Regions from separate parts of the Oryctolagus cuniculus genome. Here region 1 is linked to region 2. A link is a contact called in public Micro-C data. All regions are on one chromosome and are shown on one strand. The core of a region is the stretch at or near the end of the contact, and the rest is flanking DNA. Distances in the headings are between cores, read along the strand shown.

Evidence for each region. A called contact is a pair of places that touch in the nucleus more often than the background predicts.
Region 1: a contact with region 2 is called in a Micro-C map of ear pinna, with 5 times the contacts expected there. The contact joins the enhancer-like site here to the promoter of TOB1 in region 2. A contact is called at or near these places in 6 of 6 Hi-C or Micro-C datasets (ear pinna, embryonic fibroblasts, liver and 3 more).

Annotation. Positions count from the first base shown.
Region 1 is chr17:26,757,754-26,763,080 of mOryCun1.1, forward strand. LOC108178550 (a long non-coding RNA gene) reads left to right here. Exons shown (of 2, transcript XR_011383506.1): 2 at 2,441-4,479. Among named protein-coding and RNA genes, the nearest start is that of TOB1, 73 kb to the left of the region's middle. Within about 2 kb of position 2,853, at least 2 of the 8 cell types and tissues checked have an H3K27ac peak or open chromatin away from gene starts, as enhancers often do. A contact at or near this core is called in ear pinna, where this site is marked.
Region 2 is chr17:26,683,513-26,689,098 of mOryCun1.1, forward strand. It overlaps TOB1 (transducer of ERBB2, 1), which reads right to left and starts at 4,102. Exons shown (of 2, transcript XM_002719288.5): 1 at 3,639-4,102; 2 at 1-1,737. The coding sequence starts at 1,584. The coding sequence ends at 547. It overlaps LOC103351544 (a long non-coding RNA gene), which reads left to right and starts at 4,651. Exons shown (of 2, transcript XR_519312.4): 1 at 4,651-4,831; 2 at 5,073-5,586.

The DNA.
Region 1 (5,327 bases), core at 1,603-4,102, 73 kb after region 2:
CATAATAATAGTAATCACCACCCCTGCCTCTGCGGTGGAGTTCTCAAAGCACTTTCACAAACACTCATTTAATCCCCGCACAAGCCCTGTGATGAGGACTTCATAGACCCATTTTATAGGACGAGAAACTGAAGCTTAGGGAGGGCGGTTCTGGGCTTGGCCTCCGATCACACGGCCGGGAGGCGGCCGACACGCTGGCCTCTCTGAGCCCCAGGCCCGGCACCTTGCACAGCAGCCGTCTGTCTCTGCAAAGCCGCTGGTGACCGTGTGGCTTCTCCCAGGGAGGACCTGTCCAGAGCTGGGAGCTGGGTGGGCTCCGCACCCCACCTTCCCCTCCTGCTGATACTGGGGGCATGGGAAGCAGCAGAAGTGGCTGGCACAGAAGGAAGCCGGAAGGAGAGTGTTGGGGAGGGGGCCCCGAGGCCAAGCCAGCTGCCCTTGGCACAGGGGCCAGGCTGAGCAGTGCAAGGGACCGTGGGTTCCTGGAGCACGAGGCCACGCATAGATGCCTGGAGCCAGCTGCAGCCCTGTTCTCCCCTGCCCAAGGCAAAATGATGAAAATAAGGACAGTGGAGTGGGGTCTGCTTGGAGCTAGGTGCACCAGGCCCGAGAGACGGCCCGTTCATCTGAGCTATGCATTTTCAGGCCCGTGTGGGCTCCAAGGGGCCTCTCCTTTGACATTTCCTTTTAATGCCCTTAACTCAGCAAAATAGAAAAGTGGTGACCGGGTCAGATCCTACATTGTCTTTTTGGAAAGGTTGGTCATGAGAGACAGCAGAAAGCCTGGGAACCCCTGAGCTGGCCGCTGCAGCCGCTGTTGGAGAGCTGGCGAGCAGGGGGTTGTTTGCGAATTGAGAGATGACATCTGAACAGCTGGGGACTTCTCCGGGGGCGGGGGTGGGGGCGGGGGCGGGTTGGCGGCTCATGCCCAGCTCCAGCCCCTGCGGCCCCAGAGACCAGGCATCCCCAGAAACCCGGGCAGAAGGAACATTCGAGTAACTGTCCTGGGAATTCTGAGAAGGCCTTGGGGGCCCGATCTCCAAGCCCCGCAGCCGCAGTTCCTCTCTGACCTGGAGCCAGAAGGAAATGTTCTCTAAAACCCCACCTCTCACTCCCCCAGCTTCCCCGAGGCTGGGTCCAAAATAGTGCAGGCCATTGGAGGAGAAGGCAAGTGCCCGCTGGCCGCCTGCCCCTCCAGCCTGGCCAGATAGAGAAGGACACCAGATGCCAGAGGGGCCCCGGGGCCTGGGGAGCCCCACCCCCATCCCTTCCGAGGCCCCCCCCCCCCACTAACCCAGGCAGCTGGGAGCCTAGCGCCCCTGGCCGGGCTGGGCGCACTTGGGGACATGTCCCAACAAGCCCAAACAGAGCAGGAGGCTGGCCCGAGAGAGCACAGGGCTTGGGCTAGGCGTCAGCCTGTGGACACCTCTCTCTGGGGGAACTCATAGCACTTTTATTATAAGTGTGACTTCCTGCAGGGCACTCTGTGAGCCAGCAGGAGCCCCAGAGAGAGGAATCACACCTGCTCGCCATTCTTCCAGCTTCTGAAGGAGACCACAGCCATAAAACTGGGGGTGTTGGGTGGGGGAAGAGAGGGGAGGGCAGGAGGCAGCTCAACCTCCAATAAACCGCGAGTCTGATCGAATCACAAATAATCAGTCCTGATCACAGGGCTGCCTCCGCCCTCCTCTCCCGGGAATTAAAAGTCAAAGGGCAGAGCTGCTGACGCAAATGTCAGGGGAGACAGCTGGGAGCCTGCTCCCCGGCTGCACCGCTCCAGGGCCCAAGGGCTTGGACTCACCGTCCCCCAGGCCAGCCCCCAGAGCCCTGGTTGTCAAGGCAATGCAGGGAAGGGGGTCCGGCTCCCTGTCCTTCCTCCTGGCTTTGAGGTCACCAGAACTTGAACCCAGGTTGGTGATTCCAGTGGGAAGGCAGGTGCCCGGGAGATGGGAGAAGCAGCCGCTGGGCCTCTGCCAAGCTCTCCCCTTCCCACTCAACAGAAGGGGAAAACCCTCTGACTCCCTTGCTAGGAGTGTCTGGCTCCCCAGATCCCACTGGGCCCCTTCCCTAGGTTCACCCTAGGCAGCCAACACCCTGGGCAGCTGCACCAAGTGCATGCATCAGTGGTGCCCCCCAGTGGTCAGTGTGGGACTTGAACTTGGGCCTTGGGCACCACCGTTGTAGATCCTGCCAGGCAGCCTCCGCCCAGGGCCCCGGGATCCTGTGGGGCCCCTGCCGTGTGAGCAGTGAGGGGATCTGATTTTGGTAAGGGGGCTGTGGCGTGGGTATCAGGTAGCTGCCGTGTTCTCCCGGCACTGTAGCTTGATCTCGGCCTGAATGTCCAGTGTCAGCGCGTCAGCTTCACTGTGTCTAAGAATGAACTCACCATCTTCCAGCCCCAAACCTGCTCCTCCTCCTGACGGCCCTTTTCTATTAATAGCTCCGCCACCGTCCCAGTCGCCAGCTCCAGACCTCCGAGTCATCCTCAGTCCTCCCGCCTCCTCACTCAGCAGGCAACTCCTGTATCACCCTCCTGCCTACTCACTGCCCTGCCCTGCCCTGCCGGGGGCCCCCTCTCCCCAGCCACTGCCATCCTCAACAATGCCGCCCGGCCAGAGCTGGGCACGTGATCCGCCTCCTCAGCTTGCAGGCTGTGTGACCTTGGGAAAATTACTTCAGCTCTCTGAGTCTGCTTCCTCAGCTGTCACACGAGGCTAAGGCTGCGTGAGTTAAATGGTAAGGTGTACATCGTAGACACCATAGGAAAGGCGTCCAGCCCGGCTCCTCCATCTTACAAACAGGGAAACTGAGGCCTGGCGAGTTGGACCGAGAGCTCACATCTGGCATTGGGTTCCAGGTGTCCACACCTCGCTACAGAGCCAGGGCTTTGGAAGTGCTGCTGTTTTTAGCGCCTCCCCAGCCCCTCCCTCCCCCCAGTATCACATTCTGGAACCCAGAACAAAAGGCCACCTCCTGAGTTCATGGGCTTCAGGGGGCAGGTGCGCCTGGGTAAGGGTTGAGGTCACTCAGCCACAGCAAATATTTTCTGAGATGGGACGAGCACAGGTCACGTCCAGCCGGCTGAGTCGGGGGGGGACCCATCTGTGAGATGATGAGTGAGGCTGAGCCTGTGGCTGCCACATCTGCCTGCCTTGGGGCGAGCAGGGGTGTGGCTACAGTCAGATGCCCAGAAAGGGCGGGTGTCTCTTCCCCCATCCCCTCCACGTGACGACGACGCAGGGGGCCCCAGCGGGAGGGCAGGCTGACTCAGCGGCTCACATGCAGGCCTGCTTCCCTGCGGGCAGCACTTGGCATTCCCGCCAGGAAGGAGCACCTGGAGCCCTGAGTGGCCGCCTTGTGCTGTCATCAGATTTTCAAAGGGGATGTTACCCCCCCCCCCACCCCATCCTCCCCCAAGGAAGCAGCAGCACAGAAAGCAGTCGTCCTGGCTTCAGCATTGGAAGATCCAGGTTCCTGGACAATCCTCAAATAGGGATGATTGTGTCCCCAGGGGACACTTAGCGTGGGGGACAGGTGGGGACACACTGGCATTTAGCGGAGAGAGGCCAAGGATGCAGCTCAGCATACATAACACACACAACAGGCGCCACACAGAGACTGATCCCACCCAGCTGTCAGCTGCGCCAAGATCCAGAAGCCCTGGCCTAAGACTCGGCTGCCAGGAGCCCCGGGCCCGGCTGAGCCCCAGCTCTGAGGCCGCCAGACTCCTTCCTTTGCGGAGTGGTGACAGAGCTGACCTGCTGGACCGATCTGGGTGTTCCCGCCCCATCCAGGGCAGGCCTTCTAAGCGAGTTGCATGCTCTCTGTCAACTCTTTCAACCAGGAAGAAGCAGGCCCGGAAGGAGCGGGCCACCTCCTGGGCCCTCACCATGCCACCTACCCCAGCTCCCCCACCCCCACGCGCTCCACCCCACCCACCCCTTCTCCAGGCTCTCCTTAGCCTGGGCCTCAGAGCCCAGGGGTGGGGAGGGGATTTGTTGGGGAGCAGTCACATGCAGAGGAAGGGGATGGCCAAGGAAACCCTTGGAGGCGATGTCAGGACCTGGCAGGTCCTTCCACATAGCCACCGCCTGGCTCTCCTTCACCTGGCGGCCGAAGGTCAAGTGTCTCCTCTACAAAAACTTTTCCCTGGGGCTGGCGCTGTGGTGCAGCAGGCGAAGCTGCCACCTGCAGTGCCCGCATCCCATATGGGTGCTGATTTGAGTCCCTGCTGCTCTACTTCCCATCCAGCTCTCTGCTATGCCCTGGGAAAGCAGTAGAAGATGGCCCAAGTGCTTGGGCCCCTGTACCTGTGTAGGAAACCCAAAGAAGCTCCTGGCTCCTGGCTTTGGATCAGCTCAGCTCTGGCCATTGTGGCCATCTGGGGAGTGAACCAGTGGATGAAAGACCTCTCTCTCTGCCTTTGCCTCTCTGTAATTGTGCCTTTCAAATAAATCTTTTTAAAAAATTCCCTTATAAGTTAAGTCTCTGCTTTGTTCCTTGGGTCTGGTGGGTGGCCCCAGATGGGAGTCCGTCCCCCCCCCGCCTCATCCTGGACGCCCCCCCAAGCCCTGCCTGGTTGGCTCAGGCATCCCAAGAGTACCAGATGCTGGGGTCCCCACAGAGGGCGGTAACCAATGCATGGCCATGACGGGGGTGGGGGGATGGGAGGAGTGGGGGCTTTCTGGCACTGCTCACATGCAGGGTCTTGGGACTTCTCACACACTGCACCCTCTGGGCCCCAGCTGTCTTGGGGAAGGGGAGGTGAGCAGCTGCTTTTGCAAAGGTGGCGGTGGGGGCAGAAGACATCAGTGGGGTGAGCAGGAGAGGAAAGCCTGGGGCCCCTTCCCTGGGGGCCCCTCTCTGCCCCCCACTGGCAATTTCTTCCTGACCTGTGCTGTCTGGCCTGTACCTCGTCTTCCATAGCCGGGCCCGGCCAGCCCTGACTGCCCACCTGCTGCCAGCCCCCTCCTGCAGGGGCTCCAAAGCCAGGGAAGCAGCCTGCGCCTGCCCCAGGCTACCTGCCCAGGGTGTCATCCCAGCATGCACCCGGGCCAGGCTCCTTAGGAGCTGTGCCCAAAGCTGTCTCCCTGCCCGCAGCTCCACACGGGAAACTGGGCCCCGGGGACTCCAGATGGTGGGTGGGTGGGGGGAGCTGTCTCCCTGACCCAGAGCGGGGGGCTGTGCACCAGGCATTCCCACTGCCTGAGCAGCCCTGAGTCCTTGGTGAGCACTGCTGCCAGGCGCCCCCTCCTCCAGGCCGGAGCCCCCTCTTCTGTGTGTGCCTCAGCTCGGGGGGCAACCCATGCTGGCTGTAGCTCCTCTGG
Region 2 (5,586 bases), core at 2,852-5,351:
ATTCGTACATTTTAATTCCACCACTAAAGGAATATCCTGTACACAATTTTTAGAATAGTTGATGTCTTTAAGATGGATATTTTACAATTTCAGTAAAAAAAATACAACATGAAGCTGCTGCTGTCACAGATCACTGTAGTAAAAAGATATAAATGCAATACCATGTCGTAGAAACAATATATATATCCTCTGATATTTTACAAACTTTGTACTAAATTAAATTATACAATTAGAAAAGACCAATAAACCCACTTATTAGTGCCAATTTTTTATAAAAAAAAAATCAGCCATGTCCTTGCTATATCTTAAATACTGTAAGAGGCCATATCTGAGAGTATACTTTAAAATATACAGTCAGTATAAAATAACTTTGTGCTTGGTTGGCAAATGAAAAATGATGCATGTTTTATTTTTGTAACCAAGCTTGAATGTATCCTTACTATAAGCTTAAAAAAAAAAATCTCAAGGAGGTGAAAAAAAAAAACCCCCTTGGGCCCGAGCATTTTAATTTGTACGGTACATTTTTTTTTCTTTCTTCCTTTTTTTTTAGTTAGCCATAACAGGCTGGAATTGCTGGTTAGAATACTGCATGTTATTTAAGCTAAAATTCAAGCCATCTACAAAAGACTTCTCGTTGAGGCCTCCATAGGCCGCAAACACATCAAAGGCATTGCTGTACTGGAGAGGGCTGAGGTTAAGGGGGTTGTCACCTGGGAACATTCCATTGGTACTACTACTTTGACCCTGCATATTAGGAAAAATGAATTCCTTGGCATTAGGAGAAAGCGCAGAGGTTTTCTGCTGCTGCTGCTGCTGCGGTGGTGGCGGCGGCGGCGGCGGCTGGGCCGGCTGCTGCTGCTGCTGCGGCTGCTGCTGGCCGCCCAGGCCCAGCCCGTACAGAGAGTGCACTGAGGAAGAGATGGCTTTCTGCTTCAGGAGGTCGTTCACATTCAAGCCGAGGTTGATAGGAGAAGTGCGTGCAACCTTGTTGCTTCGACCACTATTCTTCATTTTGGTAGAGCCGAACTTGGTGGCAGCAAAAGTGGCAGTGGTAAAGGTTAAAGGCTGAGTGGACCGGGGCATGAAGGTAGGGCTTACAGCAGCAGAGTGACCAAAGGGAGGCGATGGGGAGCTGGACACCGACGAGGCGGGGTCACTTATGGGCATAAAAACCTGGGCCTCTGGGTTAAAGCTGTTTTTGATCTCCTTATCCAACTCACATCCGTTTTCATTATTATCATCCACATAAAGTACCTTCACGGGTCCCTTTTCACCAATTTGGTAGGAAACCTCAAACGGGTCGATCCAAACACTAAGGTCCTGTGGCAGATTGCCACGCACATCATCGATGTCCAGACCACTCTCTTTGGACGCTTGTTCAATCACTGGGTCCACTTTCTCCCCTATGTGTATACATCTAAACCCTGATCCTCTGTATGGCTTTTCAGGATACCAGTGCCCTTCATATTTCTTCTTAAGAAGTCTTTCAAGCTCTTCACCAAAAATGTTGACACGTCTCCTGGGAAGCTTATTGTACAAATATGAAATAATAAAATTGAGTGCTACTTGGATTTCAAGCTGCATAGCTGCTATGCCACAAAATTAGGTTTGTTTCAACTCTCCCACAAAAAAAAAAAAAAAAAAAAAAAAAAAGGCGTTCAGTGTGTGGCAGAGAAACAAATTTTCATTCAAAGTGCTGGTTTTAGAAGATTATCCTTCACCTTCGGCGCTCTCGTCCTTTACAGAAAACAAAACAAAAGCAGATATGTCCAAGTAAGAGACGTGCAGCGTCAAATCCCATGACCTTCACTCTATTCCCCCCGCAATTTCACTTTTTAAAAATGCCTCATAGGCTAGACAGCCTGAAAAACACAACCCACACGAAATCAACATGCAATAGAAAATTGTTTCTTAAGGCTCAAAATCTCGGGGAGATGTAAATTTATAGTTGAAATAAACAGTCTTCAAAAGAATCATTTACTGAGTAGAGTTCTAAGAAAAGTATCTACAGAATACCTTTTTTTTTCCTTCCCCTTCCTCCAAATTCTCACAAAAATATTTACTGGAAATTCAATTCCGCATTCCCACTCACTCACCCCCAGCCCCCACACATATGCCACTGGTAGAAGTTGATCGTTAATTGTTAGCGCTATCCACCGACTTGGAAGTGAATCCTATCTCAGTTCTATCTGGTTATAGACTGTTTAATCTGCACCATCGGTAAACATGTGGAAATTTGAGAAGCCAGGAAAACTCATTTCAAAGTACATGATGCTAAAATTAAAGGGACTATAGGCCGAATGAATCTGTCATCCTAGTCAACGATAAGCACGCACTAAATCACCTGCGTGGACGCGGGGACTAACTATACTAAGGCAGGCACACGACCCCGGGCCTGGCGGTGCGTCCCTCTCTACCTCTGGAAACACCTCCTGGACAGCGAGAGCAAAGCAAGTGCTTCTCTGGCACCGCACGGGAGCGACAAATGAATTTCCGAACACCGATGATTCTGCTTAAAGGGCAGGGCTGGAGTTTTATTCTGATTTTGAAAAGCACCTCCCAGCCTCTCAGGATAAGAGAACAGCCATGAGGCACGTATGATAAGGTCGACCTTTACACGCTTGCTGGGTCAGCACTGGGTGGGGATAAGGAAAGATCAAGGGCAAACACAAGATATTTGCAAAGGAGACCTGTGTGTACAGGGAGATGGATGGGAAAGGTCGTGCAAAGACCGACCTGGCAGCCCCGCTTCCGTTTTTCCCCTGCTCGCGGCGACAAAGGGAAGGGAGCCCCCGGCTGCGCCCGAACGACCCACACTTTCCGAGCCCCACGCCCGAGTGCGGGCAGAGGCGGCCGATGAGGCTCGATGGCTGGAAGGTGCCGCCGAGCGCATTCGGGCTGGGCGGAAGGTAGTTTTCAGGCGGCGCCTGAACACGGGAGTGTGGAGAATTACATAAACAGCCAGTTCTCATTAGATTTCTGCTCACAGCGCCCGGAGCCCAAGCGCTACGGCGGCAGCTACAGCAGGAGGAGGTGGAGGAGGAGGAAGAGTACGAGCTCCCGGGGAGGAGGAGGAGGAGGAGGAAGGGGACAACGACGACGAAGGCCACGGGAAGGGGAAAGGCCAGCTCCCGCGGCCGGGCACCGGGCACCGGGCAGGTCCGGCGCCGCCGGTCAGCCGCTCCCCTCCCCCCGCCGTAACCTGACCCGCCTCTCCCCGCCCCCGCCCCCCGCCCGAGGCTCCTGGGACCCGGCCAGGGCCCGGGGAGCACCGGCTCCCCGGCACCATTTTCGGCCTCAGCGGCCACCGGCCCCTCGCACCCCAGCGTTGCCCGCGAGCTCGCCGCCCCTCCCGGGAGCCCCAACCCCCGATTCCGGCGGCTCGCCCCGGGCCTCCCTTCCCGGTCACCCGCCGGGCCCCCGCCGAGCCCGACGCCTCGGGGCCGGGCGTCCGGAGCCGCTCCCGTCGGGTCCCGGGAGCTGTCCGTCCGCGCCCACGGCCGCGAAGCCGCCGTCCCCGAGCCCCCCACCCCCACCCCACCCCGAGGGCCCGGGGCTCGACGACGCTGCAGCCCCTCCTTCGGCGCCCCGGTCTGGGCTCCCGTCTCCCTGCCGCCCGCCGCCTCGCCGATACTTACGGGCTGCTGCGGGGTTGCGTCCACCACAGGCTGGCGGCCGGGAGGGCAGAAGGGGCGGCAGGGCGGGGGCGCGGGAGCGGCGAGTCGACCGAATGCAAGACGTCGTCGCCGCCGCCGCCGGACGGAGGACGCAGGCCTCGGGCGGGCCTCAGGAGCTCGCGGCTTCTGGCTCGGGGTGGCGGGGACGGGGGTCAGGCGAGCGCGCTCACTTCTCCACACAGCCCGGTGCCCCGGCCCAGCGTCCCCGTAGAGCGCCCACTCCACGCCGGGCCAGAGCTTCGCTCCTTCTGCCGCGGCGCGCGCCCCGCCTCTCGTTTTATATTCTTCTCCCTGCCCCCAATCCCCTCCGTGGGGGTGCGCGCGCCCGCCCGCGTCACACAGCTTCGGGGCGGCGTAACCATTCCCCGCCCTCCCCGTCCAGCACCCCGGACTCTCGCCGGCTCGCTCCACCCCGGCCCTACCCCTCGACGCCATTGGCCAAGTCCCGCCTGCCCATGTCCCGTCGGGCGGCGAACGGCCCGGGTGGGGGAAGGCCACACCTCCTCGGGCACCAGAATGGCCAATGAGCCGACAGTCTGGAGGGGCTGTGGGCGGGACCAAGAGGAAACTTAGACGGGGATTGGAGGAGAGACGTGTCAGAGAGGGTAGAAAGGGGTGGGGCAGGGCTGCTGACGCTCGGACGCAGCCGAGAGCGCCAGGAGGCAGGGGGAGGGGAGCGAAGCAGGTGGCAAAGCGGCAGGGGGAACGGGGCGGACGGCCCGGGACCTCGAGAGCGAGGGGTCGGGTGCAGAAAATGCGCACAGGCCCGAGCGGGACTGTGACCGAGGAAAATCCCTCTGGTGGATGAGCTACCAAGTCGACCTCTGGCCCACGCCGAGGGAGTCTAGACTGGGACTGGGGCTCGTGCGCTCGGTTAATTGAATATTAATCACCTCAGGGCCTAGGCCAACTGCCACCGGCAGAGTGGCAACTGCAGAACCCAAAGCCGCCGGGCTGGGGGTGGGGACGGGAGGCCAGCTCGCCGCACCTTCCGCCCAGGTGACAGTTTAACCGCCTCCGCCGTCCCGCGTCAGGCCTCCCCGGGCGACCCGCAGCGGCTCGGAGCTGGGGGTGGCCCGAGGCCGTAAGAAGGAGCACATGTCACTCCCAGGGCCCCTCGGTGGCTGGGGGGTGGCGCCGCCGTGCCAAGCTGCGTATGTATCTGTGTGCGTGTGCGTTTGTGCATGGCAAGGGCGTTAACACAGGTGCACGGAATAAACACGGCGCGTTCCGGAGGGTTTTCGGTGGACGTAGGTGCGGAAACCTAGGGAGCGGGGCGAGAGAGGGACCCACGGGGGACGGGCAAGCGGCTTGTCAGAACCGGCCGCGGAGAAACACACCGAGCTACACTGGGAGCCGTGGGGCGTCCCTCGCAGCTAAAAATATTACTCACAGGTAGCAACGACGCCTGATTGGCCACGCGCGGCCCCTGAGGAGCAGGCGATTGGCCGCCTGGTATCCAGGAGACGGACGTCAGAGTCGGACCCGCTGGAGCGGAGAGAAGGTCCAGGGGGAGCGAGGGCGGGAGCGGGCCTCGGGGCCGTGAATGGAGCGCCCTGCGCCCTGCGCCCTGCGCCCGGGCGCGCTTCCCGGAACACCGCCGCTGCCGCCGGCCTTCGCCCGCGGAAGAGCGGGGCTCGCGGAAGGCGGTGCGCGGCGTAGACCCGCTGCGCTGCGCGGGCACGAACCCGCTTTCTGTGTCCGGGCCAGAGGCTGGTCGCTGTGCGGGCGCGAAATCTGGGTGCAGCCGCCTTCTGCACACCCCCCACCCCACCCCGGAGAAGGAGCCGCAGGGAGAGACGATGTTTCAGAAGTCTCCGTGCGTGCGGGAAGGGGAAGGAGCCGGGGGCCAGCTGGGGTCTGGGGATGGGGCGTGGCCGGGGCCTCCTTTTGTCGCTCGGATCCCTAA